Linked DNA regions of Mus musculus: all the other regions are linked to region 1. The links are chromatin contacts, called in public HiChIP or PLAC-seq and promoter capture Hi-C maps. All regions are on one chromosome and are shown on one strand. The core of a region is the stretch at or near the end of the contact, and the rest is flanking DNA. Distances in the headings are between cores, read along the strand shown.

Region 1 (7,859 bases), core at 3,905-6,404:
GAGAGACATTAAAAAATTATATGAAGATGATTCTCAGTGCCTCCTGTTATGCACATACTTAACTGGTTCCAAATGAAACTAGGTATTTCTAATATGTGATGCACAAAATGATCAAACAATAGAAGTAGGTTAAAGTTTGGAGGAGTAATGATAGATCTGAAAAAAATTAAGGGTTCAATATTTACACAAAAATTAAAAACATAAAATACATTAAGTTTTCTAGAGAACATTCATGATTATATTTCTTCTATTATTTGATGAAGGGGAGCTAAGCTTGGAAGGTTTTGAGTAAAAATTAGAATCAATTAAAGTTTATCAAGTTAATCCTGGCGTAGCACAGCTTCTGTTTCCAACACATTCTGTTTCTTACTAAGTCTTCTTTTGGTCCACGTATCTCAGACTCCATGGAACAACAACAACAAAAAATATAGAGTTACCTATTTCACCAAAGGAATCAAGACAAGGTTATTATACTCTTCTATATAATTACTTACCTATCTCCAGTTCTATTCAAATATTATAAATACTGAATTTGTACTAAAATTTTATCATTTCTCTTTTTCTACTCCTGTATTGCAAAATATGTATTTGTCATCAAATTTAAATGTATTGCAGTTGCAGGCAATATTCTTTGGCATGGTGTAGAAATGGGGGTAAGATTCTAATTCCAAGATTTTGAAAATAAGTGATGAGAAAAATTTCAGTTTTTATATTACTTAATAGACTCATGAAAACAGTCACTATGGAAACCAGACATGAGTCCATAAAACACCAAGAGATCAGAAGGGAGGTCTTGAGCTGAGAATTTGAGTCTTACATTTAAATATTGACATAGGTGTTAGTTTAGCCCTTGCATTCCTAAAATTAAATGATTAAATTTCTTTTTGATTACACAGCTAAGGTTAATAATTTTGACAAAATTCTATGCTGTGATGGTTTCCCATTTTTTTCCCTCTGTCTTTGCATCTGACACTGATTCTCTTTCCTTCTCCCTCCCTCCTTTATTTCTTTCCTCCTTTCCCTTGCCTCTTTTTCTCCTCCCTCCCCTTCCTTTCTCTCACCCCTTCTCCCACCTTTAATACATTTTATTTATACCCCATCTTTAAACTGTTTATCATTTTCTATGGGAAGAAATAAATTCTAGTGACATTTTTGGACAAATAAGAGAATTTTGAGGAAAATATCCTCAGGTTGTTTCATTCTGAGAATGTTCCTTAACAATAAGAAAATACTATAGTACATTGAGATCTAAGATGAGGACAATAAATGTAAAATAGATTACTTCTTAAATACTCCAACTAGTTAACTGAACAGTGTTTATAGTTCTCATTTATTTTGAAGACCTACTTATATTTACAAAACAAGAGTTATATAGAAAATAAGCAGTTAGGTATATATCTATAAGTTCAGTAAAAGCATTTGTTGTTTGACTTTCTGATTCTCAAATGATTGAAGAAGAGAATCTCATGTCTAGTATCTTAGCCACGCCAATGTCTACACTCGTTTCTTACCATTGCCATCACCAAATACTATGTGCCTGCTGCTTTGAGGAGCTGTACAATGTTTTCTTCTCTATTATTTTTAACAATAGCAGCACCTTCAACACATGTGCTATCAGAGAAACAAAACAAGAAATTTCTGTTACATATAAAAACACAATTCAAAAGGAATTATCTTTTGTTACTTTATGATCTCAATAAAATAACAGCATTTTTCAAATCTGTGTATTCATGAAGTGTTGTATTGGAATGATAGAGTCAAATTATGGAGGAAGATGAGGGGAAGATGTCAATTTACTGAGAATGAAAAACTTCTGGATTGTAAAGTGTACTCATATATAGTCTCCAAAATAGAGTTTTAGAAATTCTCTTTCACATTTTTTGTTTGTTTATAGACAATGGTTAGAATTTAAGGTTTCAAGAATTTGTCAAAGACCTACACTGAAGAACTCGAGATTCAGTTTTCAGAAGTCAGTCTAGTTGATTGTATTCAGGAGGATAGTCTAGTACATGCTTTGCACTCACGCGTGTGCGTGCGAGTACATGCATGTGTGTGTGTGTGTGTGTGTGTGTGTGTGTGTGTGTATGTGTAGAAGGGAGTGCAGAGAGTAACTGCATTGATATACACTCCTGCACCCGGGCTTTCAGAATCTATTGGCATAAGAGATGTTAAGACTGACCAAGAACCATGCAATGAGAAGTATCTCTCTGTATTTGTTGTGTGTCAAGAGTTTTGCTAGGACAGGGCTTTATTAGAGAAAACACAGACTAAACTTGCAGTGATCGCCATGTACTGAAATATTAATACTCCATCTCATTTACTCTGTATTTGGAATAAAATCAGAAATTTAGAAAGCCATGCACTGTTTTTCTTGTCAGATGAGCAATAAGTGACTGGACTTAGAAACACTTTGTGTTAAAATCCCATGCTATGCCTGGATTTTGCATTGAAATTCTTTGGTAAATGACTTATTATGAAAATCTCTCTAGTTCTGCTGTACAATCTTCTATGAAGATGCCAAATTATAAAACTAACAAGAATTAAGTCTGTATGTTGATTGAAAAGTCACTTGTTTATTATTCATTGTGACAATAACAATAGTTTTTAAAAATGTTTAGCACTATCATAGCTTCTTTGGCAACTGAGAAACGTGATACCACAGGCAGTTGTGTCTAAGCTGGGATAGAGACTATCACACAATTATTCCCCAGACTTTTTTCAAATATTTATGGGGTTTATTACCAGCATTCACAATTTGAACAATAAATGACACATAGAAGGCATCATTCTTTTTAGTATTAATTTAAATATTTAAAATAACAATTGACTGTCCACTATTTGCTAGAACTTTACTTGCAATGTGTTATGTAAAATATTTCCTTAAAATATTTCATTTTAATAAGAAAGATGGACAACAAAAAATGATCATAACTATTATTGAATTAGACTTTATTTTAGACTAAGTCAACAATGACAAAGGGGAAAATCGTTGAGTTAAGGACACTGAGGCACTGAGATTTTGAACACAGCCAACAAGATTAAACTCCAGGAAGTAAGATTTTTACTAACAATTGCAGGAGAGCAAAGTGTTACCCTAGTGACCACTTATAAACAACAGTCATTAGAAAAAAACAGGACAGTGCAAAGGGTGAGACAAAGCTACCGTTTTAAATATCAATGAGCAATTTAAGAACATCTAATGATGTTTCTCTTCTCTGAACATACTGCTATTGATAAGCCTAAAGTTCCATTTGCATGTCAACTTTTATAGAACAGGAAGTGAATAAAGCTCGCTAAGCCACATGTGAGACTTACGGGCAGCTTTGTCTTTCTGATGCTTTGGGATAGCATCTTCTTCATTAGCCTTGGTGAGAGGAGAGAATGAAATATGTGCAGGTATTTGGAAACATCTCATATCTATTAATATTATTTAGGTACTTTGCATGTAATCTACAAATTCTGTTTTAAGTTGGACTAAACATGGACAATATGGCCATATATGCCCTTTATGAGCCACTTCCTTTGAGGAAACAAAGATTCTCTAAGTTCTTCAGTCATTTTTTCACAAAAGGACCTAAATCAAAACTGGAATCAACCTAGTACAGAAAATTTCATGTTGGACAAACGGACATTTTAAACTCTAGAAAAAGAGAGGAGAATAAATTCACATATTGTACTTCAAGTATCTAAAAATGTCTTTAGACATGGAAAAATGAAAATGAATACCTTTAAGAAGATCTACTTTTTAACTTTTAAAATAACACAAGGTATTAGACATCATTAATCAGTTTTCAAACAAAGTGTGTTTTAGCAGATTCCCACCCTCTTCTTTTTTGCTTACTTCCCACTCCCTCTGATACTCTACCCCCTTTCTTCATTTTCATAGCAAATGTGCCCTTTGATCTCTTCTTCCTTTAGTACCCCTTTTCCCTTCTTTTGGTTTCCTTTCTAGTAATTTTGTGGGGGTGATGCTGATTGTATTTTAAAGATCAGTCCACATTTACAGATATTTTCACATGCACACATTACAAGCTAGGATCTGCACATGAGAAAGACCACACTGGCTTTGTCTTCCTGGGTTTAGACCACCTAACTTAATGCTATACACTTGAGGCTGATCATTTTTTTCCCTGTAAACTTCATAATTTCAGTTTTCTTTCCAGCTGAATAAAAGTTTTATATGTATATATAACATCGTTGCCCATTCATCTGTTGGTGGACCTGGAGTCTGGTTCTAATGTGTTGCTGTAAATGGGCTATAATACACACATATGGGCAAATGTCTTTTAATGCTTGACATAGTGTTTTAAATGGATACTTCCCTTCTTCCGTTCCTTACTATTATATCACCGAAGTAATCAAAGAAACACTACCTTGTTGTCAAGGACCCACTGACAAACATTAGTAGTTATTAATAACTGGTGTCCTTGACTTCAGTGTTGTGCATGTTTTAATCATTAATTCAGCTACTGAAAGTACCTGGCTCCTTTAATTTGCTCAGGCAATAATAATATTACCCAATTATTCTTTTGTTTAAATTAAGCCATGCAAGTAATTTATAGGGATCCCTTTTATTCTTTTTCTTTCAGATATAATGTGAAGGTAACCTTAGCATTTTTGATGTCCATAGACAGTACTAGGGGTATCAAAGAAAAGGATGCCAAGCAATTGGAAGAAGTAAAACATTTAAGTCCCACAGGGAAAGACTTTTAATGGATGTAGGAAGAAACATTTTTAAGAAGTGCAGACAAATGCAAAATGACATTATTAATGACTCAAGACCATTAAATACATTGGTCTTTCTAATCACTCGGGCTTCTGAACCGTACTTGCAGTTCTCTGAATCTCATTCTCTCTCTCTCTCTCTCTCTCTCTCTCTCTCTCTCTCTCTCTCTCTCTGTGTGTGTGTGTGTGTGTGTGTGTAAGTACAGTCTGTGTCACTCTCTCTCTCTTCTCTCTGTGTCTCTCAGTCTTGTGTTTGTCTCTCTGTTTCTTCCTACTCCTCTCTCTGTCTTCCAGCAATAATACCCCTTCTCCCAATAACTGTCAGGAGTTTCGTACTATCTTCAGAGAGAAGCTGATTATCTACCTGCTCTCCAGCTTCTCTCTGAGTGACATGCCACCCACGCCTCCCAGCACAGCTCCTGCTTCTCCATCTCTGGGTGGGAATGAGGTAGTGAGGAAGTCCAAGACTGCCCTGGCCTGAACCCTGAGACCAAGAGGCTCTAGGAGCAGTGTTCACTCACTGATCCAAGGCTAGCCAGCCGCCCCCAATTGCACTCTGCAAGAGTAGGAGCCAACCCAGCGTTGCGCTTCCAGCTGCGTCTGCCCGGGCGCAGCACGTGCTCCAGGCGCTGGCGCGAGAGAGCGAGCGCCACCACCGCGGGCCCGCAGCCGTTCTGCTGGCTGCCACTACAGCTTAGATCGCAGCCACTAGCGCTTCTGCAGCAGCCAAGGCCGCTACGAAAGCGCAGGGAGCTTGAAAGGAGCGGCTGTCCAGAGGAGCAAGGCTCAGGGAGCGCACCTGGTAAGCATAGCGCTGTTTTTCTTTCTCTCAGCTGTGGAGTTACCAGGGATGTAGGATGCCGCCGGAGCCCCTCCCCCAGTGCAGGGATGGAGAGTGAGCGAGCAAGGGGCGGGTGCTTGGACTAAAGGGACCCAGAAGGGCAGGTGGTGGGCAGGTGGACGACAGGTGAAGCCAGGGATACTAGAAGGTCCTGCAAGTTTAAGAAAGTCACCCCGCAAGGACATGTGCTCTATAAATTAGACATGAATTTAGAGTCAGGAGCCTGGGCTAATGTGGTATGGCTAAATGGGAGGTTTTTGAATATCTTTTTGTTTTCATTCACCTAACTGAAGGATTTCAGTGGGGTTGTTTCCACAGAAAATAGCTAAAATAATCAGTGGCAGAAAAAAATAAATAAAACCAATAAAGCCCCCCCCCCTTCTGTCTCATGCTGGTACATGTGCAATGATAAAGCATGCACTTAGCGAGGGAGGAGAATTTTAGATCTCTGAGGATATTAGATGTTTGGGCTGTAGTAAGCACACTTGCTGATGCTGCACCCCAAAAATGAGACAGGGAAGAAGATTATGGATGGTTTTAAATACTGTATTACAATTCTAAAATGACATTTGAATGACTATAACACCAGGACCAAGAGATTCTCTGGAATCATTAACCCATTTATGAGATGTATCAGCACGTCTGGACCCTTAAAGCTAAGATTATATATTTCTAGCAGTGAAAGGAAGATTTTTTTTAACCTTAAATTTTCTGACAGAACTTTCATAAAGGATGATAATGAAGAACATGGAGATCAAGAGGAAAGAGAGGGGAGTTGAACAGACTCCATGAGCTATGTGTGGTAGTATAGCAAGGAGAGTTGGGTCTGTCAGATTTGGTACCAATGTTCATTCAGTCACACCCTGAGAAGCCCTTAGGCCATTGTCTAGGAAAATATGTGACCTTGAACAAGACTACCAAGCATTGTACACTTATTCTCTCCATCAGGAAAGTGGAAAGCATACTGCATTTTAGGACACTGAAGTCTCACAAAATAGTGTGTGTTTGTATAAGCTTGAAGAATTGTACAGGGAAAGAGGGAAGGGAGATATCCGGAAATACAGGCAAATAGATTGTAAAGATGTTCTCTCTCCAAGTATTTTAACAGCTGTAACGTTCACAGTGCCATTGGATAATGCATGCTGGTTCTATGAAAGGTCTATGGGAAAGGTTGAGTCCAGCCAAACATTCAGGCCCATGCAAAGATTATGGAGTTTTGACAGTTGTTTGGAAAATTTCAAATGCACAAAACTTAAAGTTACATTTTGCTTATTTGCTTGTTTGTTTATTTTATTGTCTAGCGAAGTAGCATTTGAAAAACATATTTTGGTGATAGGTTGTGAAGTTTTGGGGTTTGTTTGTTTGCTTTTATTTAACTTAAGCTTTGAGAAGTTACCTGGGCTTGATTATGGTAAAGAAAATCACATCCTAGTTTCAAGGTTTGTCACTGTGTGGCAAATGAGGATTTTGGAATGAGACAGGAATGTTCTGTAATATGAGTAGAAGGCTTAGGGAGGGAAGAGAAAAGCGATATTTCTCTTAGAGCATGCATGTCTATAGCCCAGTGGGCAGCAGGCAGCTGGCACATACCATGTTGATTCCTCTTCTACTTGACTGGAGAAGTCATCTCTAGCCCTTTTCTGTCAATGCATATTCATTTATAGAATTTGGAGATTTGCATTGCAGATGCTGAGATGGTATGCATTCATAAACTCATCTCCCTGGGTGTCTTCAGCTCCCCCCATCCTGAATGTCTGGCCATGAAACTAGTGTACCCATCCTGATCTGCCCAGGAGTCTGTGTTCCTAAAGGAACTCACTGTGCCACTTGGTGGCACCAAAAAGTTGCGCAGAGAAGTCTCTTCTCTATAAATACTAACTACCACCCCTCCCTCCTCCGCTCTCTCCCCTTCTCCCCTTCCCCCTGTCTCCATAGAGGGGAAGATTGCTGTACATGCCGCCCTCAGCTCCGCTGTTCTGAGCACTCCGAGCACAGGGGATGAGCTTGGGATCATCTTGGGGTTGGGGAAAAGCCCAAGAAAGGAAAAGCTGGCTCAACCCCATTGATTTCTGCTGCCCAACTTTACTCCGGGGGGCTAGCTAAACAGCATCTCACTGCCTGCTGCGTGGCCAACAGGGGGTAAGCTTGCTATGTCTGTGTGCCCAGGTATCTATCCCCAGACCTGTCAAGGATTTAGAAGCTTTAAGCATGCTGATAAGCTCACAGTGTGGTTTGGAGGAGGGGACTTAGATGAATCCGGGGTGGCCAGAGCAGAAGAGGTTCACATCTGCTT
Region 2 (7,859 bases), core at 2,563-5,062, 850 kb after region 1:
AAGAGCTCACAGAAGCTAACCACTAACTCCCTGTGGTTCTTTTAATGGCAAAAGCAAATAAAGTAACTTTTCAGAGGCTCATCTAATTTGGCAACCCCAGAGAGAAGCGAAAGGAATTGGCCTTTCAAGTTTATATTTGCAAAGCAATTTCCAATCATTTTAATTAGTTTCTCCACTTAATAAATGAAAGCTTTTGTCTCCACCCTGGAAAGCAAGTGAATGGAGACAGGGATAACTGCCTCATGTGCTTTCTGGGATATTGTGAAGGCCTTGAACTGGGAGAACTTTGCAGGTTCACACCTTTATGACTTGTGTCATCTGCCTTTCTGTTGCTGGGGAAAGGGTGTCTTGTGATTTGGTAATAGGAGCATAGGGAGAGCCTGAAAACAGTGCCAGAGATGTTTGTACAGCCATTGGGAAAAACCGGTTTCCCTGATGCAAATATGGATGGATACTGAGAAGGTTCCATTACAAGTTCAGGGACCTAGTTAGGTCTCACTGGGCTGCTAATCATTGCTTACTATGCTTCTTAAGTCTAAAGGGTTTAAAAAAGAAGCTCACAGTAACTTCTTCCCACTGTGAGGAATTATCATAAGACTGCAATGAATATCTCTGGAAACAAATTGTACATAATTCCAGCCTAGTCAGAGGGCCTGCTAACTCTGATCAGGTACTGTCCCTAAGAGGGTCATCTACTGCTTCAGAGAGGTCACAAGACAGACATGTTAGGGCTCCTTATGTGGCTCTAGACCTACATTTTAAGTTTTAATTTTGTGTTATCTTGCTTAAAGAACCCCTCCCCCCATTTTATAAACATTAACCCCAGAAACCCTGAGTCTTATCGTGCCATATATTTGGATGTCTGATGTCCCAATAAGAGGAGAGACCAAATTAAAGTCAAGATGATATAGGTGGTATAAGGCTTGGGAAACAGGCTGGGGCCTGCAAAAATGTTGTGAAACCTATAGTAGTGAGGGATGGGCCACTCTGGATCTCAAATTCTCCCTATCTGCTGGTTTCTTCCATCAGCTTTTTGGCCACAAGGTTTTTTCTTATTTATAGGAGTGTGGATTTGGATCTGAAGAAGGGTCTGATTTTGTTGATGCTAAAAAGGTGTAAGTGCTTCTAGTTCCTGAGGGCTCTTCCTGGAAAATGAAGATACTGAATTCGTCACAACTGTGAGCAGACAGAATGTTTCTCTTTTCTGTTAGATATAATCTGCCCAGTGCGTATGTGGATGACACTTGCCTGATACTAAGCACTTCAACAAAATCAGAAGATAGTGGTTCAGCGGTTCTATACATCCCCCTTAGTGTTCCATTTTGAGCAAAGCTTCTGAATTATCCCACAAGAAGAAACAGCTATTTTGATGAAGTTTTAAACTTGCTTGTCATTTCCCATTAAGAACTGTCATTTAGTTAAATCTAATACACACACACACACACACACACACACACACACACATTATTACTTTCTTTTTGTTCTGGAAACTAAAATTCAAGGTGTTATACATGTGTGACCACCCAGGAAAGAATTCTTCTGCTTATTAGATGCTGGTAGAGGCTGAAAGTGAAGGTATGTAATTTCAGAGGAGCAGAGGAGAAAGACTTTGGCCATCACAGACTTTTTGCTCACTCTTTTATACAGTTTAAATCTCATCTCTTATATCATCTCACTACATGGAATCTTGGAATCACAGTTTTCAATCTTGCTTTCTTCCTTCATAATTACACAGAATACCTCACTTCATAAAGGGATACAATGATGAAATAACACTGCATGGACCGAGTGTTATTTCTTCTCTGAGCACCCCAGATAAAGGTAGAATACTGATCCCAAAGACCTGGTCCTTCTTCCCTCACAGCCTTAAGTTCCTCAGGGAATACTCACCTGCCCAGTGAGTCTTTCTCTGCCCCCTCCCCTAAATAAACACTTAACCACACATAGGCTTTCCATATTCCCTTTCCTACTTTACAGGTGCATTTATCTAGCCGTGGCTCTCTGATTATTTGTTTATTCCCACAAGCACACGGGTATCTGCAAAGGGCAGATACCTATGAACAAATGGTTAAGTGAATGAATAAGATGCCCCTCAACAGAGGAATGGATACACAAAATGTGGTACATTTACACAATGGACTACTACTCAGCTATTAAAAAGAATGAATTTATGAAATTCCTAGGCAAATGGATGGACCTGGAGGGCATCATCCTGAGTGAGGTAACCCAATCACAAAGGAACTAGTACAATATGTACTCACTGATAAGTGGATATTAGCCCAGAAACTTAGGATACACAAGATATAAGATACAATTTGCTAAACGCATGAAACTCAAGAAGAACGAAGACCAAAGTGTGGACACTTTGCCCCTTCCTAGAAATGGGAACAAAACACCCATGGAAGGAGTTACAGAGACAAAATTTGGAGCTGTGACGAAAGGATGGACCATCTAGTGATTGCCATATCCAGGGATCCATCCCATAATCAACTTCCAAACGCTGACACCATTGCATACACTAGCAAGATTTTGCTATAAGGACCCAGATATGGCTGTCTCTTGTGAAACTATGCAGGGGCCTAGCAAACGCAGAAGTGGATGTTCACAGTCAGCTATTGGATGGGTCACACGGCCCCCAATGGAGGAGCTAGAGAAAGTACCCAAGGAGCTAAAGAGAACTGAAACCCTATATGTGGAACAACAATATGAACTAACCAGAACCCTGGAGCTCTTGTCTCTAGCTGCATATGTATCAAAAGATGGCCTAGTCAGCCATCACTGGAAAGAGAGGCCCTTTGGACTTGCAAACTTTATATGCCCCAGTACAGGGGAACGCCAGGGCCAAAAAGCGGGAGTGGGTGGGTAGGGGATTGGGGGGGGGGGTATGGGGGACTTTTGGGATAGCAGTGGAAATGTAAACGAGGAAAATACCTAATAAAAAAAAAACCACAATCAATCAATCAATCAATAATAAAAATAAAACCATGGCTTCCCTCCCCCCCCCAAAAAAAAAAAAGAAAAAGAAAAAGAAAAAGAAAGAAAGAAAGAAAGAAAGAAAGGAAGAAAGAAAGAAAGAAGGCGTTGAAACCGAAGAAGACCTGGATTTGAAATAGGCGTTTTCTTTACATTTCTAAAGTGGGACTCCTCACTTGTAAAAGGAAAAATAATGATACTTTTAAGACTTCCAGGATGACTAAATGGTGTGTATGAGAAGATTTATAAACATCTGCCGCTACTTACAATGATAAGACCACTTGTGTGTTGTTCAGCTTGGAGAATTTAGGATAGGAGTGGAGGCTGAAAGAAAAGTAAGCCCTTAGCATTTCCTCTCAGGTGGCCTCTACTTTAGGTCATTAACAGTTGAATAGGCGCTAAGAGATAGCATTACCACTTTATAGAAGCCCAGGCAAAAGGAGATTAAAGGGTTTGCCTAAATTCTTTCAACTCTAAGGGCCAGAGAAGACCTAAGTCTACTGCTTTGCTGTTTCTCAAGGTCTCCCCAACTTTACAACACTGTGTGGGTGGCAACAGGGCTTAATAGCCTCAGAAGACCTGGGTATTTTTCGACACTCAGTTCTCTCCCCGGCAGAACGTGGAAAACAAAATCCACATAAGTTTGTGTCATGGACGGGAGGCGAGAGAAAAATCTCTGTGAAAGGAGTAAAGCACTGTGCAAATACCAGCTTGACAGGCAGTAGCACTGGGGTCCCGGGTCCTTTAGCTTCCAGTCCCAGGAGTTGCTCTTGTCTCCTCCCACTCTGGAGTCCGCAGAGTAGGAAGGAGGATTAAACCCGGGGGAGGAGTTCCGCACCAGCTCCCTATCCTGCGCCAGCACGCCTAGCCTAAGCGCCCACATAGAGCTCCGGTCTCCGTCGGTGCCCAGCCCCGGCTGTGCTTCCCAGAGCAAGCTCCAGGCTCCGCAAGACCCGCGGGCCTCCAGGATGCAGACACCTCACAAGGAGCACCTGTACAAGCTGCTGGTGATCGGCGACCTGGGTGTGGGCAAGACCAGCATTATCAAGCGCTATGTGCACCAAAACTTCTCCTCGCACTACCGGGCCACCATTGGTGTGGACTTCGCGCTGAAGGTGCTCCACTGGGACCCAGAGACGGTGGTGCGCTTGCAGCTCTGGGACATTGCTGGTGAGCGATCAGAGCAGCGCGCAACGGGTGAGGGTGGAGTGAGCCAGTGAGGAGTTCGGGGGTGAAGGTTCGGGGAGTGGAAAATGACTTTTCAGTCGGTTCCAGTCCCGGGACCCTTGAGTGCAATCAAGCAGGAGATCCGGATCGCCTGGGCGCTCCACTCTTGGAAAGTTTGGCTTAATGGCTTGGAAACCTGATTTCAAAGAAATGGAAGTGTTTTCTTTTCTTTCTTTCCTTTTTTTTTTTTTTTTTTTTCTTTTGCTGTTGTTTCTGTTGGAGTCGTCCCCACTCTACCTGTAACTTCTAGATAACTTCGCTGGCTCTCACTGGCTGTGAGAAAGCGAACCACTTTCTCCTGGGATTCTTGGGTGCAGAGAAGGCTGTCGCCTGGACTCACAAGGAGATTGTAGTCGCATTCTTGTTTCATTCTAGTCCTTTTCTGGACACAGGTAGCCGCGACTTGGCCCAGAGTATCTCACGTGGCTTTCATCCTTCGTGTTTAGAGGGGAAGCCCCTAGGAAATTTAAGAAGGAGCAGGATTATCTTAGGAATTTAGTTTCTTTCAAATCTCACTACTATCATCTCCTTGCTTATTGGCCTCTTCAGTCAGAAAAATTTGAGATGCTAAATTTGTATACATCTAGAACGAACTATCTCTTCTCACTCCACTCCCCTCTTCCCCATCTCTCTTCCGTCTCCCTCCATCCTTGGCTATCTCTTCTTCACTTTCCATTTCAAACAGGAGACTGTGTATGTTTTTTAGGAAAACATTAAAAAAAAAACCACAAAAACAAAAACAAAACGGAGACAGGGTCCCGTCATGTAACTCTGCTAACCTATATCAAGCTGACCTTGACCTCATAGAGACCCACTTGCCTCTGCCTCCCTAGAGGCAAGGGTCGGGGTTATGGTGATGTTAATGTCGTTTGCTTTAAGATTCCTTGATTTGATCTTGGTGTATTTTTTGAGAAATCTAAAGTATGAAATCAGAGTTTGACTAACAGCTTCTACCAGCTCCTAGCCACAATAAAGACTGAGGCAGGCTATAGTTAGTGCTCAATACTGGGTCCTACCTGGCTGCTTGTAACCTGGGCATGCCTAGCATTCTAGATGCTAACTCACCAAAGCAGTAGCATTTTAAGCTGCAAATGGCTAGGCAGCGACAGCTCAAGAATCTTCTTGCTTTGGAGTTTTAAACTCCAATGAGATTTTCCATGATCCCTTTCAAATAACCCTACTTAATCTCTCTTCATAGCCCACAGTACCAAGAAGCCTTTGATAAGCTCTGGATTGAAAAGAAGCAGTTCTTTTTCAAAAGATGTGCTCATTTGAACTAGTGCATTTCCCTGGAAACACTTTGCCAGGACTTGAGATGGGCACTAAGAAGGAAAATTCCTCAAAGGACATGTACAGTCTTGAGATGCATTCGCTTCTGTAGCCATGAGCTTGCTGGTCTTGAGATAAGGTTAGTTGGTGTAGCTAGGTTCATGGTTTGGAGTCTTTGGCAGTTCTAGAGAAGCATGAGCTATTAGAGACTTGGAGATTGCATCAAGTAGAGCCTTTTGAGCTTTTCACTGTGTACCTGGGCCCTCTGTCGCTGCACGTTTTAGTGTCTGAAATGTCTTTCAGCTGTAGCAGTTTTCTCGGGACCCCAGTTTAAAATAGCTTACTGTTTAAAAGATGTAGCTGTAGCTAGCATTATTGAACTAGCATAATTATAGTCTAAATAGCATTATGTCTTCAGCCTTGTTATATGTTGGTGAGTTTTAGTTTCCTCTTCTAAACGGGAAGAACAGAAAGATGTAATGATTCTGAGCTTCCAGAGTGAGACACCTCTAGAGAGAAATACCTTCTTCTGAAGACTACCGTGTGATTACAGATAAATTCTGATATCTTTGTTTAGCTTTTGATATCTATAAACAGGGAGTGTATTTTATCTCTCCAAATGAGAGAAGAATAAACAATAATGCAAGGTAAAGGCAATAGTGCTACACTCTAGGAGTTACCACTCTTTGTACATTTATTTATAAATACTAAGCAAGAGGAACATGCCATACATACACTGACTAAGTCCTAACAAGTGGCAGTTCTTATATCACACATTTATCTTGCCCTCAAATGCCAGTCCAGCATCAGTTTAGTCTCATGCATTTGGCAGCATAAGGCAGTTTGAGTTCCACACTTGCTCTCAGAAGCAATTTAACTCCCACACTTGGGAATCCTTTCCTAAGCCACAGTTTCAGACCAAAGTTTTGGTGAAGGCTATAATCACAGAAGTCTGCACAAGTAGGGAGTCTGAAGGATCTGAGCTCCATTCAGCAGTCAGAGCGGCATCCAACCCCAAGGTAATGCTCAGCTCACTTTGATAACTTCAAGCTCAAAGGCCCTGAACTGCTGAGTTGGAGGTTGAAAGATGTTTGGGTAAAAGCAAGGTAATTGGCGGATAGGATGGTTGTAACGTAATTGTTTCAAGTTGTATTAGAGACCTCTGGGTTCTAAGGGGATATGAAATCCAACCTCCACTCTCCACTGAGATTCAAGTTAGGTTAAGTATGCCTTTGAGTACCCTCAAGTCACAGCATGCCACTCTCCTTTTCTTAACTCTAATATGTATCTATAAAGAACGGGTAGTAGTCAACTGAGTTTTGAGAATGTTCAAATTCTTTTTCTTTTTACTTAAAAAGTAAAGCATAGTTTTATGTGTATGGGTGTTTTGCCTGCATGTATGTCTATACACCATCTATGTGCAGTGCCCATGTAGGCAAGAAGAAGGCATTTCAGTCTCTGGAATGGGATTTACAGAGTTGAGAGCTACCATGTGGGTGCTGGGAATTGTACTCAAGTAGGTCTTCTGCAATTGCTGTCAAAGTCCCTAACTACTGAGCTACATCTCTAATTCCTCTCCTTTGTTTTATTTTGTTTTGGTTTTGAGACAATGTAGCCTAGGCTACCCTTGAACTCACCGTGGAGCCAAAGTTGATTTTAAAACTTCTGTTCTTCTTTCCTGTGCTTCCCAAGTGCTGAAGTGACATGTGATTGCCACCATATTCAGCTTATGCAATATGAGGAATCCCATTAAGGGCCTTGGGCATGTTAGGCAAATACTTAACCTGCTGAGCTTTATCTTCAGGCCTGGCCTGTCGCTCTTGATGAGAGGGCAGGGATTTCCCCTGACTCTATAGGATATTAGCCTACTGCAAAGTAGTTCTTGCCATTGATAGGTCCATTGTGTTTCATTTGGTTCACTGATGTAAGGTCTGATTCGTATATGGGTTACCATGATATATATCTTATATCATCACTTTAACTGGCCTGCCTGATTCTGAAACTCCCAAGACATTAGGGGCTTGTGAAACAAGATGATAATTTCTCCAAAATTTGCCCTATTTCTGAGAAAAGTCTACGACAAAGAAGAGCCTGGGTCAACTCTGTTCAGATGTTCTTGGTAGAGTGAAATATATTATTACATTATTTTGCCCAGGATGAACCTGTTAACAGCCAAGCAGGATTGTGCCTTTTCTGTCTGATTTGAAATCATACTAGGTTCTAATGCCCACCAACTAGGTCCTAAAGTCTACCACCTAGGTTCTACAGCCCACCAACTAGGTTCTACTGTCCACCAGCTAGGTTCTACAGTCCACCAGCTAGGTTCTGCAGTCTACCAGCTAGGTTCTACAGCCCACCAGCAAGGTTCTATGGTCTACCAGGTAGGTTCT
Region 3 (7,859 bases), core at 2,320-4,819, 690 kb after region 1:
CGTCACTGAAAGTACAGCTCCCACGTCAGAAATTGACCATTTCTGCCCAAGTCGCACTTCTGTATGGGCTGTCCTGGAACCCAAATTCCTTGCTGGACTGACTCTGATTACCTCCAACTTCTCCTTATGTGCACCTCTCATCCCCAATTCTAAGCCGTACCTTCTTTGCTGCCTTGTCTTGATTCTGTCTATACATATTCCCTTCTCACTTTTACTTTTCTAGACATTAATCTCAAGAAAGTTGTTTAAGCCTCAGATTTACTAAGAATAAGATCGAATTTCAAAATAGCTACTGAGTAGAATTATACCATACCTATTATATAGGAAGGCTTGTGTTTATTGCCTTGGTGCTATTTATTAAATAGGATGGTATATTGCCTTAATAAAATTTAATACACTGACTAAAAAGCAATTATTATTCTTATCATCAATGCCAGAACTATTTGTAACAACAAATCCCACATGCAGAGTTGATATGTCCCATGTTCTCTCTGCCTCTAAGTTCTTTTATTTTGATGTGAATTCAAGTATGGTGCTTTTCACATTTATTCACAAGGCAGACTGTGGAATCATGATGCCAAATATCATTATATCATTCATTCTTTTAACAAATATGTGGCGAATTAGTTGTATGTTAGGAATTATTTTGGAAACTAGGGTTTAGAGATCTAATGACAGGGGAAAGATGTCCAATAGATATTTATACAGTGTGATGGTTTGTATATGCTCAACCGAGGGAGTGGCACTATTAGAAGATGTGGCCTTGTTGGAGTAGGTGTGTTACCGTGTGTGGGCTTTTAGACCCTCATCTTAGCTGTCTGGGGGTTAATATTCTGATAGCAGCCTTCGGATGAAGATGTAGAACTCTCAGCTTCTCCTGCCCCATACTTGCCTGGATGCTGCCATGGTCCCACCTTGGTGATAATGGACTAAACCTCTGAACCTGTAAGCCATCCCCAATTAAATGTTGTTCTTATAAAAGTTGCCTTGGTCATGGTGTCTGTTCATAGCAGTAAAACCCTAACTAAGGTATATAGTGACAGTCTTAGTAGATACCTCACTGGGTAAAAGTCCTTGCCACCAAGCCTAAATATGTAAGTTTGAACCTGGGACTCATTCGGTAGAAGGCTGGAATTTACTCCATACTATGTGTATCTCCTACATATACAAAATCAATATATAAGTGCAATGAAAAAAAAGCTTAAGAGAGAAGAAAAATGGTTCTAAAACCATAAATATACACAGTGGCAAATGTGTGTGATACCTGAAGTTATCTGTTATTGACTCACTTAGTCACTGTAAAACCAGCTGAGATATAATTACATACACCTTATAAATTAAAGAAAAAGGGGGAAGGAGGAGAAAGAAGAGGAAGAAGAAGAGGAGAAATAAAAGAAGAAGAAGAAGGAGGGGGAGGAGGAGAAGGAGAAGAAGGAGAAGAAGGAGGAGGAAGAGAAGAAGAAGAAGGAGGAGGAGAAGAAGGAGAAGGAGAAGGAGAAGGAGAAGGAGAAGGAGAAGGAGAAGAAGAAGAAGAAGAAGAAGAAGAAGAAGAAGAAGAAGAAGAAGAAGAAGAAGAAGAAGAAGAAGAAGAAGAAGAAAGGCAAAAGACAGTAACAGATCTACAGATTGTGCCACAGCCAGACTTCAAGTCTGAGAAAGTTCCTGAAGATGCTCCCTAAACTTCAAATTGATTTTGTATCATCTAAAAGACTGTTAAAAAATACACTGCTGAAAAGAAATGCTGGAATTTACTTCAACATTCTCTGGTTTGGCAGAGGTATAAGGTAAAACTCAGAAACTTGCATAACTTAGTTTATAAACTGGCACTGGAATTACACTTCCTGAGCCACACTATACAGTACCATCTCGGAGGCCCAAGGACAAGTGTGTATTGCTTAGAAACTCATATTATCTTATATCACTCAACATATACTAAACTTTGGGGCGTGCAACTTGCACATGTTTCTTGCTGATTCTCCCTAACTGGCAATGACATTTGACAAGTGATTCAACTCTCTAAATCTCCATTTCCTAATATCAGGATGCATTCATTAATCCAAAGTGACCCACAATCTTTGCCATTGACTTTAGAAAGGCTGCTTTAATTTCTTTTTAACAAGTAAGTGTTCTACTTTGATTATGTCCATCAAAGGAATTCCCAGATCCCACGTTTAGCTCTAAGATATGGATCATTTAGTAAAATGTTTCAACAACGACAAACTGTAGAAATTTAGGAAAGTGATGCTATCTGTAATGGGGCCTTTAAAAGAAAATGCTAGCTTAATTATACAATGTCAATTCTTAATCCTATAAAGGCTTTTGAGATCTAGAAGGTGTCAGCTCCTCCCCATTTAGCTCTTGTAGCCTAGTTTCATATGAAAGAACACTCTAGCCCCTTAGTTATCAAGAAGGACCCCTATCAAAGTGTGCCTTCAGGCTTAGAAGCCTGAGTGTTTTTAAAGCAGAATTCAGAGACAGAAGTGGTTTGTTCTTCAACCACATTGCTTCCTCGGACTGCATGTACTCAGTGGAAAAAAAAAAAAAAAAGTCTGCACATAAATATCTGTGATCTGTGGGATGGGGTTTAAAAAGAAACAAAGTGCACAAGCCTACTAGGTCAAAGAGGCTCATCAAGTCTGCCTGGTTCATCTCTGTATTCTCAGATTAGCTCAGAATGATCATGATCCCAGCCAACAACAGCCAGGCAACTCAAAACAGCTCTCACAAGAGCAGGATGCTTCGCTAAAGATTACTACTTAACAATTGCAGGCAAGAAGACTGACAGAGGAGGCAAGGTTCAACTATGCTCCCTTCAGCTCGCCCTTGGGAAAGCCTGACACAGGAGCTCAGAAGACCACTTCATCCTGAGCAAGCTACTTCCTCTTTCTCTAATTCTTGCTTTCATTCTGAAAACAGAAGGGCTTGAGCAATGTGATCACAATGTGATCACCCCAGTCACCCGCAACCCCCACCCCATTCAACTTAATCCTAATAAAGTTCCAGGGAGGGAAAACAAAACAGATTCACCCAACCTGTAAAGGTTCACTACAATTGAAATCTTCGGGTAAACAGGCAGACCGGAAACCAAAGAAAACCCTGAAGATAAAAAGCTAGATTTGGTAAATGGAACAGAAATTCTCAAGACTATCTTAGGTTAGCTAGTAAAGTTTTTCCACGGAGTCAGAAATGCAGGAAAGTGCACCAAAAACAAGAGAAAGAGAATTAGCCTCAGTAGACTTTAAGACTCTTGTCAACCCTGTATTGCACAGGGTAGATTCTATTTTAATCACACTGGCATTACAAAACACCGCTACAGAGTTCTCAGCTTTGGCGTTCCTTGAAAGGCAGAGGTCCCCAAAGGCCACTTTCCTTCTTCCTCCTAGTGGTGCCTGTCCCCACCCTACACTGTCACTAACTAACTTCCTCAGGCCACCTCGTGCTGCCTCACCTAGTCACACCCTGTCCCTCCCTACATCTCAGTCACTCCACGCCCCCGTCCTCACAGCCTCGCCGCTCCTCCCCCACCTCATTCTGTTCTCACCACCCTGTAACCCCGCCCCGCGGACCCTGGGTTTCCGGGCTCTTGGGTATTTTAAGGCGGGAGCCACTAGGGTCGCCTGACTGCCATCGAGTGGTGTTCCAGTTGAACTTGCTTTCTCTGCCATCTGCTCCGCGGGCGCCGTCAGCATGGGTCCCTGGACCCACTCCTTGCGCGCCGTCCTGCTGCTGGTGCTTTTGGGAGTCTGCACCGTGCGCTCCGACACTCCTGCCAACTGCACCTACCCTGATCTGCTGGGCACCTGGGTGTTCCAGGTGGGCCCTAGAAGTTCCCGAAGCGACATTAACTGCTCGGTGATGGGTAAGCGGCTTCCCAGGGTCCCGAGTTGTCCTTTTCTGTCCCTGAGTCCTTGCCTTGGGGCCGGCGTTTCTGGGTGACTGGAGAGTTAAGAGCTGACGAACGGCCCCTTGGGGGATCAGAGCCAGGGCCGCTAAGTTGAATTTGAGCTGCTGAGAACTTCTAACTTTACACTTATTTTCCTGATTATCTCACAACTCATGTTCAAGGAAACGCGCCCCTGGTTTTTTACTTGTTTTATTTGCTTTGATTTCTTAGAAGCGAGTGGAGAACTGCTTTCTTGACCCTTCACTCAGGTCTGACAGGTTCTTGTTTTTAAAATTCAGAGTCTTGACTGCTGAGCTCAGACTCTAGGAGTTAGCCTTTTTTTTTTTTTCTTTTTTTTTTTTTTTCTTTTTTTTTTCTTTTTCTTTCTAATGGGGGCGCTCCTTCTTTCCCTGTGAGGTAGTGGGAAGAGACCACTTCAAACTGGGCCTGTTTTATCTGCTACTTTCCTTGACATTTCTGGACGCCTTGTTTAAGGAATTTCGAGAGATATACAAAAGCTTTTTCCTGTCTCTTTTGTCACATTTTACAGTAGTGTTTGGATATGACGGAAGCAAACGCAATGCCTAACACTTGGCTCTCAGTGAGTATGTAGTAAATGAAGACTGGGGCATTCCACGTGCCTCGGATATAGGAAAACAGTAGTACAGATAAGAAGAGTGACACTTATGGTCTCCCCAGTCAGAGTTGCACAGAGAAACTCAACTCTGAACTGTAGTTTTCTTGTGAGTAGAATAAATGCTGTCATATATCCCACCTCCCCTGCCTCCAACAAGGAGTCATTTACTAAATTCCAGGTGACTGGGTTTAGCTTAATCCTGGGTGGTGTCTACAATTGTTTCTTTTCTAAATTTGAGCATGGAGATGAGGCAGAAGGGAGAGAAAAGGTTTGCATCGCCTTATCATATGAAGTCTCTGATAAGTTATTCCTTCACGGTAAAATGAGCTAATTCAAGCCAGATCAGGGACCTATCTACCTATCTGTCTGTCTATCTATCTATCTATCTATCTATCTATCTATATCTCAGGTTTATTTGGAAACTGCTTTTGGCAGGGGAGGCAAGATCACAGATCAGGGAAACAGCCTTGGGAAGGGAGACAGAGGAGAAGGGGAAGAGATTGAAAGTTCCCATGGAGAGAAGGTCTGAAGATAGAAAGGACAAGAGGCCGGGCAGTGGTGGCACACACCTTTAATCCCAGCACTTGGGAGGCAGAGGCAGGCGGATTTCTGAGTTCAAAGCCAGCCTCGTCTACAGAGTGAGTTCCAGGACAGCCAGGGCTACTCAGAGAACCCTGTCTCGAAAAACCAAAAAAAAAGGAAGGACAAGAGACCAAAATGACTGGATTATATAGGGAAGAGCCTCTGGTGGAAGGGCAGCCCAACCCTTAGGCTGGAAAGTTCAAGGTTTGGTACACCAGGTAGGGACATAGGGATACTGGAAGAACCTGAAGGTCAGGCCTGCCTTGATGTGTAAAATATGCACTTAAGCCCCTGGGGTGGGGGTGGGGGGGGCTTGCTGAAATCCAACAGTCTCCATCTAGCTTGTTAATCTGAAAGAAAGACAGAGACAGACAGAGAGAGAGAGAGAGAGAGAGACTAATGTGTAAAACTCTAAGATGGACACAGCTGAACAGCTGAATAGCCTCTACCTATAAATCTACTTTTGACTCTAATCCAACAGTTAAAGACACACAGAAGCAGAGCAGTGGTGGCACACGCTTTTAATCCCAGTACTTAGGAGGCAGAGGCAGGTGGATTTTTGAGTTCGAGTCCACCATGGTCTACAGCGAGAGTTCAGGGACAGCCAGTGCTATACAGAGAAACTCTGTCTCAAAAAATCAAACCAAACCAAACCCAACCCAAAAAGACCCTGTTATTATGCAAGTTAAACATTAGTACCTATCAACTCAAATTATTTTTATATCTTTGAGGAGAGAGGTAACATTTACGTCAGTGTTCCCCCCCCACCCCCACCCCCCGTTTTTTCAAGACAGGGTTTCTCTGTGTAGCCCTGGCTGTCCTGGAACTCACTTTGTAGACCAGGCTGGCCTCGAACTCAGAAATCCGCCTGCCTCTGCCTCCCAAGTGCTGGGATTAAAAGTGTGCGTTACCACACCCGGCTTAAGTCAGTGTTTTTATGTAGTCTTTTTTTTTTTTTTTTTTTTTTTGATCAGTTTTTTTTTTCTTTTTCTTTTTAGCTTGCCCCCATTTCTCTAATTTTGAACAGTCCCCTCCCCATTTTTTACAAGAAGAAAATATTTTCTCTCCCTGCCTCCCTCTCCCAGGTCCCTCTTCTCTCTCGGAGACAGTGCCTTGCTATATAGCCCTGGTTTGGATGTAACAGTGTGTAGACCAGGCTGGATTTAAACTCACCTACTTCTGACTCTGGATTAACACACCCAGATGGGAAGATATTTTAAGTGTTTGGTTGATCTCTCTGCCAATGTGCTAGCTGACACCACAATGTTCTTCACAGACTTGCCAGGAGCCCTTCTTCATCACCATACAGAGGGAACAAAATTGAGACTTGAGGAGTGTGGGTGGGTGGGTGGGGGAGCACTCTCATAGAGGTAAGGGGATGGAGGAGAGGATAGTGGGTTTCCAGAGTGGAAACTCGGAAGGAGGATAACATTTGAAATGTAAATAAATAAAATAACCAATTAAAAAAAAATTGAAAAAAAAACAAGTCTTTTCTGGCAAAGTCTCACTATGTATCCCTAGAGAACCTAGAATTTATTATGTAGTCCAGGCTAGTCCCTTAACAATCTGCCTGTCTCCAGATCCCCAGTGCTGAGTTTATAATCTAATACTTGTCCTGTTAGGTCCAGGAGAGACTGATTTTTTTCATGACACAAATCTTGAATCCCAGTTAGGTTGCAAGGTTGAAAGTACCTTACAATAGAATATTGAGGAGGTGGGTACTGGGTGTTGGGTTAACATTGATTTGTTATACATTTTGTTTTCTTTAGAAGCAACAGAAGAAAAGGTAGTGGTACACCTTAAGAAGTTGGATACTGCCTACGACGAGCTGGGCAATTCCGGGCATTTTACCCTCATTTACAACCAAGGCTTCGAGATTGTGTTGAATGACTACAAATGGTTTGCGTTTTTCAAGGTTAGTTTCTGTTACCTGTTATTTCTAATCTAAAATTTCTCCTGATTAGGAACCTCGGGAGTGCTCCTTTTACACCAAGAACATAACCTGAATAGACACTCACTTTTCTAAGACTAGTCAACAATTGTAAATTTGACATTGAAAAATTAAACTTTTGAGTAAGTTCGTTCATTTAAAAATGCATAATTCTGTATTTATATTTTAGATGTTCCCTTAATCATTGGCATTGTAGAGAAGCTATAGGAAGGATAAGGAGATGATAGACTTCATCGTCTAGAGTTCATTCTATTCTAACCATGTTGTGCTGGCCTTAAGGACTCATTGCTGTATTAACATGTATTACGTATTTTAATGTGAATAATTTATTTGGCTAAAGTAGAGAGGGAAATAGAATTCATAAAAGTCATTATGCTCCTGGAGCTTTTTAAAGCCAATGGCCCACTGGCCTACACAGCTGGAAGTTTACTTCTCTGACGAGTAAAGAACCATTGCCTGTCCCTGTATTCAAGCACAGTGCTCCAAGCTATAAGCAACTCTCTGGGTTAAAATGGGTGGGACTGCCTAGATTCTGTGTCTCCCAAGTATTCATTCTTATGGAGGAGCTGAACTGTTTCCTATAGGTTTATTATTAAATGGTTTAAGTAAATGGAATCTGAAGCAGCTGTTTCTCATTATACCTAGAATAGAGAGAGCGAGTTTTTCATAGTCTGGTGCATCGGGTAAGAATAGACCCGATTATAGACACTTCTGGGAAACTAGGTGATATATCTGTTAAAAATGTTAACAGACAGCCTGACCTCTAAGTGTGATTTCTCAAGACTTGATTTATCACCACCAGGATG
Region 4 (7,859 bases), core at 2,510-5,009, 550 kb after region 1:
TCTTTTCCTTAAGCCCAAAGAAAATAGCAGTAAATACAGAGATTTCTTTTTCTGACGCATTGTGCTCATATGGAACAAAAACCACCCACTCCTTACCATACCTTTTCACCTACATTGTCTCATTAAATCCTTAAGACAACTCTTACCAATTGAACAAACTGCTTCTTGATGAGGCACTGGAAAGGCTTTTTCTATTCCAACCGTCTTGGATGTCAGATCCAGAATTAAACTACAGGTTTTAAGATCTCTTACCTGACACCAAATATTGAACCTGATAGCTGAAGATTCATATTCAGCCTTAATTGCTTATTTAGATTATCCTTCATAGAACAGAATAGTTAAAGTCATTGTCTTCGTGGAAACTGTATTCTACAAAGAAATAGCGATGTGAGTATGATTTTTCTCATCTTTTACTAGGGACAGTAATTTGTTCATGTTCCAGAGGGAAAAGAAGTGCTCATAATTGGACTCCATTTCTCTGGTGTCATCTATATCTAGTCATAGTGCCTTGTTAATCTCTCTCTCTCTCTCTCTCTCTCTCTCTCTCTCTCTCTCTCTCTCTCTCTGTGTGTGTGTGTGTGTGTGTGTGTGTGTGTGTGTGTGCGTGTGTGCGTGTGTGCGTGTGTGCGTGTGTGTGCGTGTGTGTGTGTGTGTATGTATGTCTCTGTCTCTGTCTGTCTGCCTCTCTCTCTCTGTGTATGTGAGTGTGTGTCCCTCCCTTCCCCTTATCCTTCTCCCGCTCTTTCTTTCTCTTTCTACTTAGGATGTTTTCCTTACACATTTATGAAAACATTTATGCATTATCTCACTGCACAACTATGTATGAAATAGAAGACCCAGTGTTTACATAGAAGTTATATCTGTCACAATACATTGGAGGACAGGCAAAGAGAAGGGGGTAAGAAGAGGGAGAGAGGGACAGAGACAGAAGAAAGAAAGAAAATGTCAGAGATACTTTAAAAAGCAGATGTTTGCAAAACTTTCCTACTAGAAAGCATCCTTGGGGTAAAACTTGTAAGAGCTGGTCCAGTTATGGTCTGGTTTCTCACCCATGCTCTGTATTGAAAGGGGTGCAGTGACCTGAAAGTCTAATTAGCCCTTGCCAGATGCCTGTTTCTTAGGCTGCTGGTAACAGAAAGTGGAACTAGTTGGCAACTATCCTCTCAATCAAATCCCATAAATAACCTGGACAAATCTGTGCTGTGCTGTGCTGCGCTGCGCTGCGCTGCGCTGGGCTGCAGACGTTAGTGGACACTTGGAAGAGAAGTGTAATGCATTATAAACTCCTAGAGAGGTTAATGCAACATGGGAACATCAGTGCTGAAACTGTTAGAAGGAGAGAGAACATCAGGTACTACCCTTCTGCTACTATCTACAGATGTACAGCTATCTGCAAATTTGGAAATGACTCATCCATTCTCCCAGACAAGTGTTGTATTGTGGGGGAGGGGGGGGTCACTTCACACTCTGAATTCTGGAGAATACTAGGTTGCAAGATGCTGATATGATTACACCGAACTCAAGGTCACAGGAGGGAGCAGAGAAAGGAAAGCTGTAAAGTGCAAAGGCATGATAGAGTAGCATTAAGCAGAATGAGAAAGAGCCAAGAAGAGTACTGGTAAGGAAGCTGTGGAAAGGATGGTCTGTTGTCAGGAAAGTTTCTTAGCAAGCAGGAAACCTCAGAATGGGTGGATTTAGGCCTCTGCCTGACACTCAGCTGTGCCCTCCAACAAGCACTCCAGTGGAGTAAATGAAACCAAAAACCAAGAACTACTTCTCACCAGAAGTTCTCAGATTGTGAAACACATGCTGCAGAGTCACTTTAAGGGGAAAGGACAAAAATAATTTTCTTATTAAAAATACATTGACACTTTCAGCCCCAATCCAGAATACTGGAATCTCCCGAGGGCCCATGTGGCACGTGGGATACATTCCTTGAATGAATCTTATAAACAGTTAACTTCAGTTTACTCAAACTACGTTTAATAACCACTGCTTGAGAGAGAAGTTTTCATTCTTTAATGTCTTGTTTATACTGGGTAGAACAATACTGGCTGGACCAGAGGTAGCAGGCACCCTCTCATCTTCAATTTATCTTCAAAAAAGATCCCTCTATGAGCTATCCCTGAAAGACATGTATTATCCTCTGACCACCATAATGTGTCTGACAGGAGCATCTATGTTCTGATGGCTATGTAACAGCCATTTTGGCATGAAGAAGGATGCAGATTCTGAAGTTGAACCATAATGTACATCCTCATTAGCGTAGCCTTCAGAGCACAGGGGCTGCCTGGGAAAAGAAAGCATGAAGAAGGCCTTCAGAACTTCTGTCACCAAGGCAACACTTATCAAGACCCAAATTTTAGATTGCTGTACTAGGCATTCAAGGCCATACACAACAATTTCTCTGGTGGAATTATTATTCAAGTTGCAGCCTAAAAATCAAAGTTATAAGAACTCCTGTGGTGTAGAAATTTTTAATTAATTAGAGATGTGTGTGTATGTGTTCATTAAATTCATATTTTCCAGCAGATAAGTCAGACTAAATAAAACCATGTTTCAAAATCAGGAGTTCACACAGCAATCAATCCCTAAGTACATATGCCCACCTGCAGAATAAAAGCTGAGTTGGAGCTACTGCCCACTACCTGGTAATCTCGATTCTTCCACCTCTTCCTCCCTCTTATAACTGCTGGTGAGTTGAGGTCTTGGTTTAATTAATGTTCCCATCTGGAGGCTGCTAAACCTAAGAAGCCTGTGGCTCTGTGCCATGCTTTTCTATACACATCGTGATGGTACCAACCTCCACATTTGCATTTGCAGCACAAAGCATATCTGTGCTCATGGTGAGGTCTAAATGCCTGCAGAATACTGACAAGCAGCCCTATGTCCGAATACTTGATCCCCTTGCTGTAATAGCACAAATGATCCCTCTTTCCTGATGGGTCATTCCTTCCAGGACTACAGAATGACCTTCCTGCTCAAATCCCCATCACCTCCCACCATTGGGGAAGCTACATGGAAGGCTGCTAAGGCACATGCTGAGTCACCTCTCCACTCTTTTCTCTCCACAGCTCCAATGGAAAATCCGTGACTTGGGCCCAGAATGAGAAGAGCACCCGGGGGCAGCACCTGTGGCAGCGACTGTCTGTCCATATCAACAAGAAGGAGAACCCCAACCAGACAGCAGTCATCAAACCCTTCCCCAAGAGCACAGAGAGCCGCGGGCAGGGTGCAGGGGCAGGTGGTGGCTCTGGCCCCGGTGCAGCTGGTGCTGGTAGCGCAGGATGCACAGCGACAGGCGGCCCAGAGCCACCAGACGCCGGCCCCAAGGCGCTTTATGATGTCGCAGAGGCAGAGGAGCGCTTCCCAGCGGCTGCCAGGCCGCGCTCGCCATCGCCCATCAGTACGCTGAGCCACCTGGCAGGCTCGGCGGGCCGCACAGACGACGACGCGCCGTCGCTGCACTCGGAGACCGCTGCACGCAGCAGCTCATCCCAGGGCTCGCTCATGGAGCAGATTAGCAGCGTGGTGACGCGCTTCACCGCCAACATCACCGAGCTCAACTCCATGATGTTGTCCACCGCGGCTGCGCCGGGGCCCCCTGGTACCCCTATCTGCTCTTCCTACCTGATCCCCAAAGAGATCCAGCTGCCCACGACCATGACGACCTTCGCAGAGATCCAGCCTCTGCCGGCCATCGAGGTGACCGGAGGAGCTCAGCCGGCGACAGGGCCATCACCTGCCCAAGAGACGCCCGCAGGAGCTGAAGCCGCCCCAGGAAAACCGGATCTGGAGGAGCTGGTGGCCCTCACTCCACCATCGCCCTTCAGGGACTCGGTGGACTCGGGGAGCACCACCCCAAACTCTCCAGTCTCCGAATCGGCCCTCTGCATCCCATCCTCTCCCAAATATGACACTCTCATCATCAGAGATTACACGCAGAGTTCTTCATCGTTGTGAGCCACTGGAAACATCCCTGGGATAGGCCTGAACAGCAGACCTCGGTGTTCACAGATGGGCGCAGTGACACCCATAGTCACCCCAACAGAGAACCTGAGGTGAAAAATGCCAAGGGCACACACGGTGGAGACATGAGATCAATAGTGCTAATTCATGACAGCCGATGACAACACCAACTACACATCTTCTGGCAGATTATCTTCTAGTGGCCTTAGAAAACATGGGCTTTTAAGAAACACTGCTTCTATTTTTTTGGAGTGCTGACCAGGAGTGGATTAAGCAGTTACAATACCAAGTGCTTTGCTCCGAGGCAGCAACAGTGTGAAGCAACATCCCGAACAGTAAAAAGTGGAGTTAATAAGCAACTGTGGACAGTCTTGTTTGTTTACTTCATTTTCCCAGAAGAGTCTTTGATTCACCAAACATTGAATGTACATTTTCTAACTAACTCAAAAAAATCTGGGACCAAAAAGTCAACCTTTCTGTTTTGTTTTTTTTTTCCTTTTTTCTTTTTTCTTTCCTTCCCTGGTCCCTCCATTCAGTAGACCTTGAGAAGCTAGTAGTAACTAGGGCCGGCCCAGTATTTACTGAGCTTGTGAGTCTCCTGAGTAACACAAACGGGTAGTGAGTGTTGTGTTAATGAACAAAGAGTTTCTAGCAGAGACTTTCCAAACAGGCTGTGAGATACTCTTCCAAAAGCCTGCATCCTGGATTCCATTAACCAAGAAAACCAGTGCAAGATTTCTGGACTCTTTCACCATGTTGCCAATCAATACTGGAGTAGCAAAAAACAAAAACAAAAACAAACAAAAAAACAAAACAAAAAACAAAAAATATTTTCTGGAACACTGTTTTTTAATTCCCTCACTGGGGTGCATTGTGTAGCTGGAAATTCTCTTTGTAATAATAATTTGTGAGCTATAGCCTGGCTCTCTTTCATGATACACAGGCACTCCTCCTTATAAATACCCTTCCGTTAGTGTTGCAAGCTCAAATAGTAAGATACGCAATGAGCTTCCTTGTTTCTTTATTTGAGAACCTGATATACAAAGAGATCCTCTGTTGTTGGTGGCTGTTTTGCCCCCAGTCCCACCTATGGAAGAGTGGTCCATTGACCTGATGAAGATATTACAATTGGAGGGACTGATGTGGAAATTAATAAGAGTAACAGAATCTCAATACAGGAAAGTCAGCATAGCAGGTGTTTTTGCTATGCCCATAAGTAGTGATTTTATCTTTTCTTGGCTGCTTACATGGGGCAGCTATGAACTATGACAAATGTAGATTTTTTTTTCAAAGCAATACAGAGTACTAAAGCAGAGGAACCTTAATATCAACCACTATCTTTCTCAGCCATTCCAGAAAAAAAAAAGGCAAAGCAATTACTATTCCTTTACTTTTTAAAATAGTAATTAGTGTGGTTTTGTGCACTTCATACTGTCACTTTTTAAATACTGCAGAAAAGAGTTACAATAACATACAGGATTTGGTGGGCTCATATAGGTAGAAACTGTAACTCAAGACCTGAATCTATGGTCATCTTTTTATTAGTCACATTGCAGCTATCCTCAGGTACCAAATGTTTTTGATTTTTAAATAAAGATAGTAATAAAAGAAGGAGGTATTCTATAAATTTAAAGTTCAGTTGGCCCAGCCTTATATTAAAGATAGCCTTATGAGAAAGATTTGCCATGAAACAGAAGTATATTTTTGGCAGAGAGAAATTTAAATAGAACTTTAAAATTCTTATTTCAATATCCTTGATATCATTCTCTCTTTTTTATTGTTGTTTTACATGGTTTTTTTTATAGATGTTTGGGTTTATTTTTTGTTTGTTTGCTTGGTTTTTGCTTGTTTGTTTACCATCTGATTTAAACAAATTGAAAGAGTAAGTTTATACTTTGGCATAATCTGTCATTCTCCAGTTTTAAATATTTAAGGTTATAATAACTATTGACATTGCTTTTCTGATACCTGTCCTTATTTGACATTTTAAATCAAATCTTCCACATTAGCACATTAAAAGCTAACAACAACTCACAAACATATTATCTTAAAGTGAATCAAGCTTCCTAAATAAGATACGAAAATAACATTGAGAGCAATATAATCCCAAATAGTAATAAGATTCTTGAAACAGAAAAGAAATCTAGCTAACTTGCATAGCTTCATTAAAAGAAAATGCCTGCCTCTACCTGAAAACCCAAGTAAACATTCTGAAATGTCAATGTCCCTTGGTATCCACCAAAAAGGTGGCATTTGCCTGGGGTTAGTGTCTGATTTCTTAAAAATTAATATCTTTCTGGATATGCTCTGCTTTCCTAATTATAAATTTAGTTTTATTGACCTTGGTTTTCTGTTTTCTTTTCATGTGCATTTTATTTCTTTGACAGTTCTCACAAACAAATCCTTTTGCTATGATTTCCATATTTTTGTTAAAAAATTACCACCTGATGAGGAATTCCACTAGAAATTCAAGTTTAATGCAATTCCCATCTGTATTTCCCTTGTGATATCATAGTCAACCATAATAAAAATGTATTCAATTAGAGGAATAAAATTATTTTTCCTGTATGTTATCATAACATTTTCAATCCCATTGACTATATTGTATAGTGCACATACCAGTAATACATATTTGGAATCTTTTAATTTGGAATGATGCTAACTCTCTCTTTGCCAGTTCTAATACCAGGTTCCAAGTAATAACTATAATATAAAGAGAACTGAACATTTAATTTAGGGCTAGGATACAAACTTCCCGATTTATTTGGGTACCTATTCTTACTGAGTTTCCTTGATAACAATCTGTTCCTGATACCCAGTGATAAACAGTTGGAATATGCATAACTAAAAAGAAGAGTGAGAATTTTAAAGACCAGTAAAATGGTCTAAAAGGAGAATTTGATTCTGGGAAGGAAGAAAAGACCTGGTTTGATTAAGTTTATCAACTCAAAGGTCTGCTCACCTTCCTGTTGAAGAATCAAGTCAGTCTGAGAGGCTGTGTTTGGCTGGGGCTAGACATCGGGAACAGGAGGGGAATTTAGAAAAGAAACTCATGAGAAAATTAACAGACACAAAGGAGAAAGACAAAGCAAATCTCCAAATGTGCTAATCTTTGAACGTAATAATTTTTTTTCAAACGACTGATATACCAGCAAGTGATCAGAAAGACTCGGAGCTATTTATGACTGTAAATGCATTGTATAATGGCTCTGCTGCAGTCTGTGACTTCCAAACCAGGAATTAAACACTCTTTTTAAGAAAAAAAAAGAAAAAAAGAAAAAAAAATCCTGTGCTAGTCTCCCAGCAAAATGTACATGGTCTGGAGACTTCAAAGTTATTATATGAGTTCACATTTAGCAACAGCTTATTAATAACCCTCAAGCTGTCAGAATCTCTATAGCTACCATTTACAATTTTATACTGTGAAAAAAATACAGATCAGTGAAAGCATAAAGATAATTCAGAATTTGCTTTGAAGAGGGTATGAGGCCTGGGAGAATCTCTGATATCTATTGAAGAATGGGGCATGTATAAAACAGTTGGCTGGATTTCACTGATCTTCCCAATGTGAACAAATATACTATGTATATTGTGTGTCTTTCTAGAATTCAATGGCAGCTGCTGGTGATGTTGTAATTAGAAATCTATATAGAATATAGATGTTTAGAGAGATGGTGCCAATACTAAAATACTTGTGTGGGCTACAAGTGCTTGTACTTAATTTTTCCTGCACTCAGAACTGATTTGGTTTTAAAACTGTGTGCACACTCTGTTCTTTTTTGTTGTTGTTGCAGCTTGTATTATTAAAACAATAGAGAATGTTAAATTATTTTGATGTGAATTGCAAATGATTTTTTCATAAATTTTAACATTTTTATCAGCATTGTTTC

What was found. Promoter capture Hi-C pulls out the DNA fragments that hold promoters and counts their contacts. HiChIP or PLAC-seq counts read pairs in DNA pulled down with a chosen protein or histone mark.
Region 2: a contact with region 1 is called in a promoter capture Hi-C map of hippocampal neurons, with 6 times the contacts expected there. The contact joins the promoter of Rab38 here to the promoter of Grm5 in region 1. A contact is called at or near these places in 2 of 39 promoter capture datasets (hippocampal neurons and pre-B cells) and 1 of 115 datasets of contacts at active chromatin or transcription factors (embryonic forebrain).
Region 3: a contact with region 1 is called in a promoter capture Hi-C map of hippocampal neurons, with 8 times the contacts expected there. The contact joins the promoter of Ctsc here to the promoter of Grm5 in region 1. A contact is called at or near these places in 2 of 39 promoter capture datasets (hippocampal neurons and neural stem cells) and 2 of 115 datasets of contacts at active chromatin or transcription factors (astrocytes and large pre-B cells).
Region 4: an H3K4me3 HiChIP or PLAC-seq map of forebrain shows a contact between it and region 1, with 5 times the contacts expected there. The contact joins the enhancer-like site here to the promoter of Grm5 in region 1. A contact is called at or near these places in 6 of 484 Hi-C or Micro-C datasets (brain, cerebral cortex, cortical neurons and 1 more) and 2 of 115 datasets of contacts at active chromatin or transcription factors (forebrain and neural progenitor cells).

What each region holds. Positions count from the first base shown.
Region 1 is chr7:87,579,014-87,586,872 of GRCm38.p6, forward strand. Grm5 (glutamate receptor, metabotropic 5) reads left to right here and starts at 5,155. Exons shown (of 11, transcript NM_001143834.1): 1 at 5,155-5,527.
Region 2 is chr7:88,426,461-88,434,319 of GRCm38.p6, forward strand. It overlaps Rab38 (RAB38, member RAS oncogene family), which reads left to right and starts at 3,813. Exons shown (of 3, transcript NM_028238.7): 1 at 3,813-4,143. The coding sequence starts at 3,942.
Region 3 is chr7:88,274,516-88,282,374 of GRCm38.p6, forward strand. It overlaps Ctsc (cathepsin C), which reads left to right and starts at 3,570. Exons shown (of 7, transcript NM_009982.5): 1 at 3,570-3,859; 2 at 6,872-7,017. The coding sequence starts at 3,688.
Region 4 is chr7:88,126,907-88,134,765 of GRCm38.p6, forward strand. It overlaps Grm5 (glutamate receptor, metabotropic 5), which reads left to right. Exons shown (of 11, transcript NM_001143834.1): 11 at 3,075-7,859. The coding sequence ends at 3,963. Among named protein-coding and RNA genes, the nearest start is that of Gm24249, 44 kb to the left of the region's middle. Within about 2 kb of position 3,760, at least 71 of the 459 cell types and tissues checked have an H3K27ac peak or open chromatin away from gene starts, as enhancers often do. A contact at or near this core is called in brain, cerebral cortex, cortical neurons and 1 more, where this site is marked.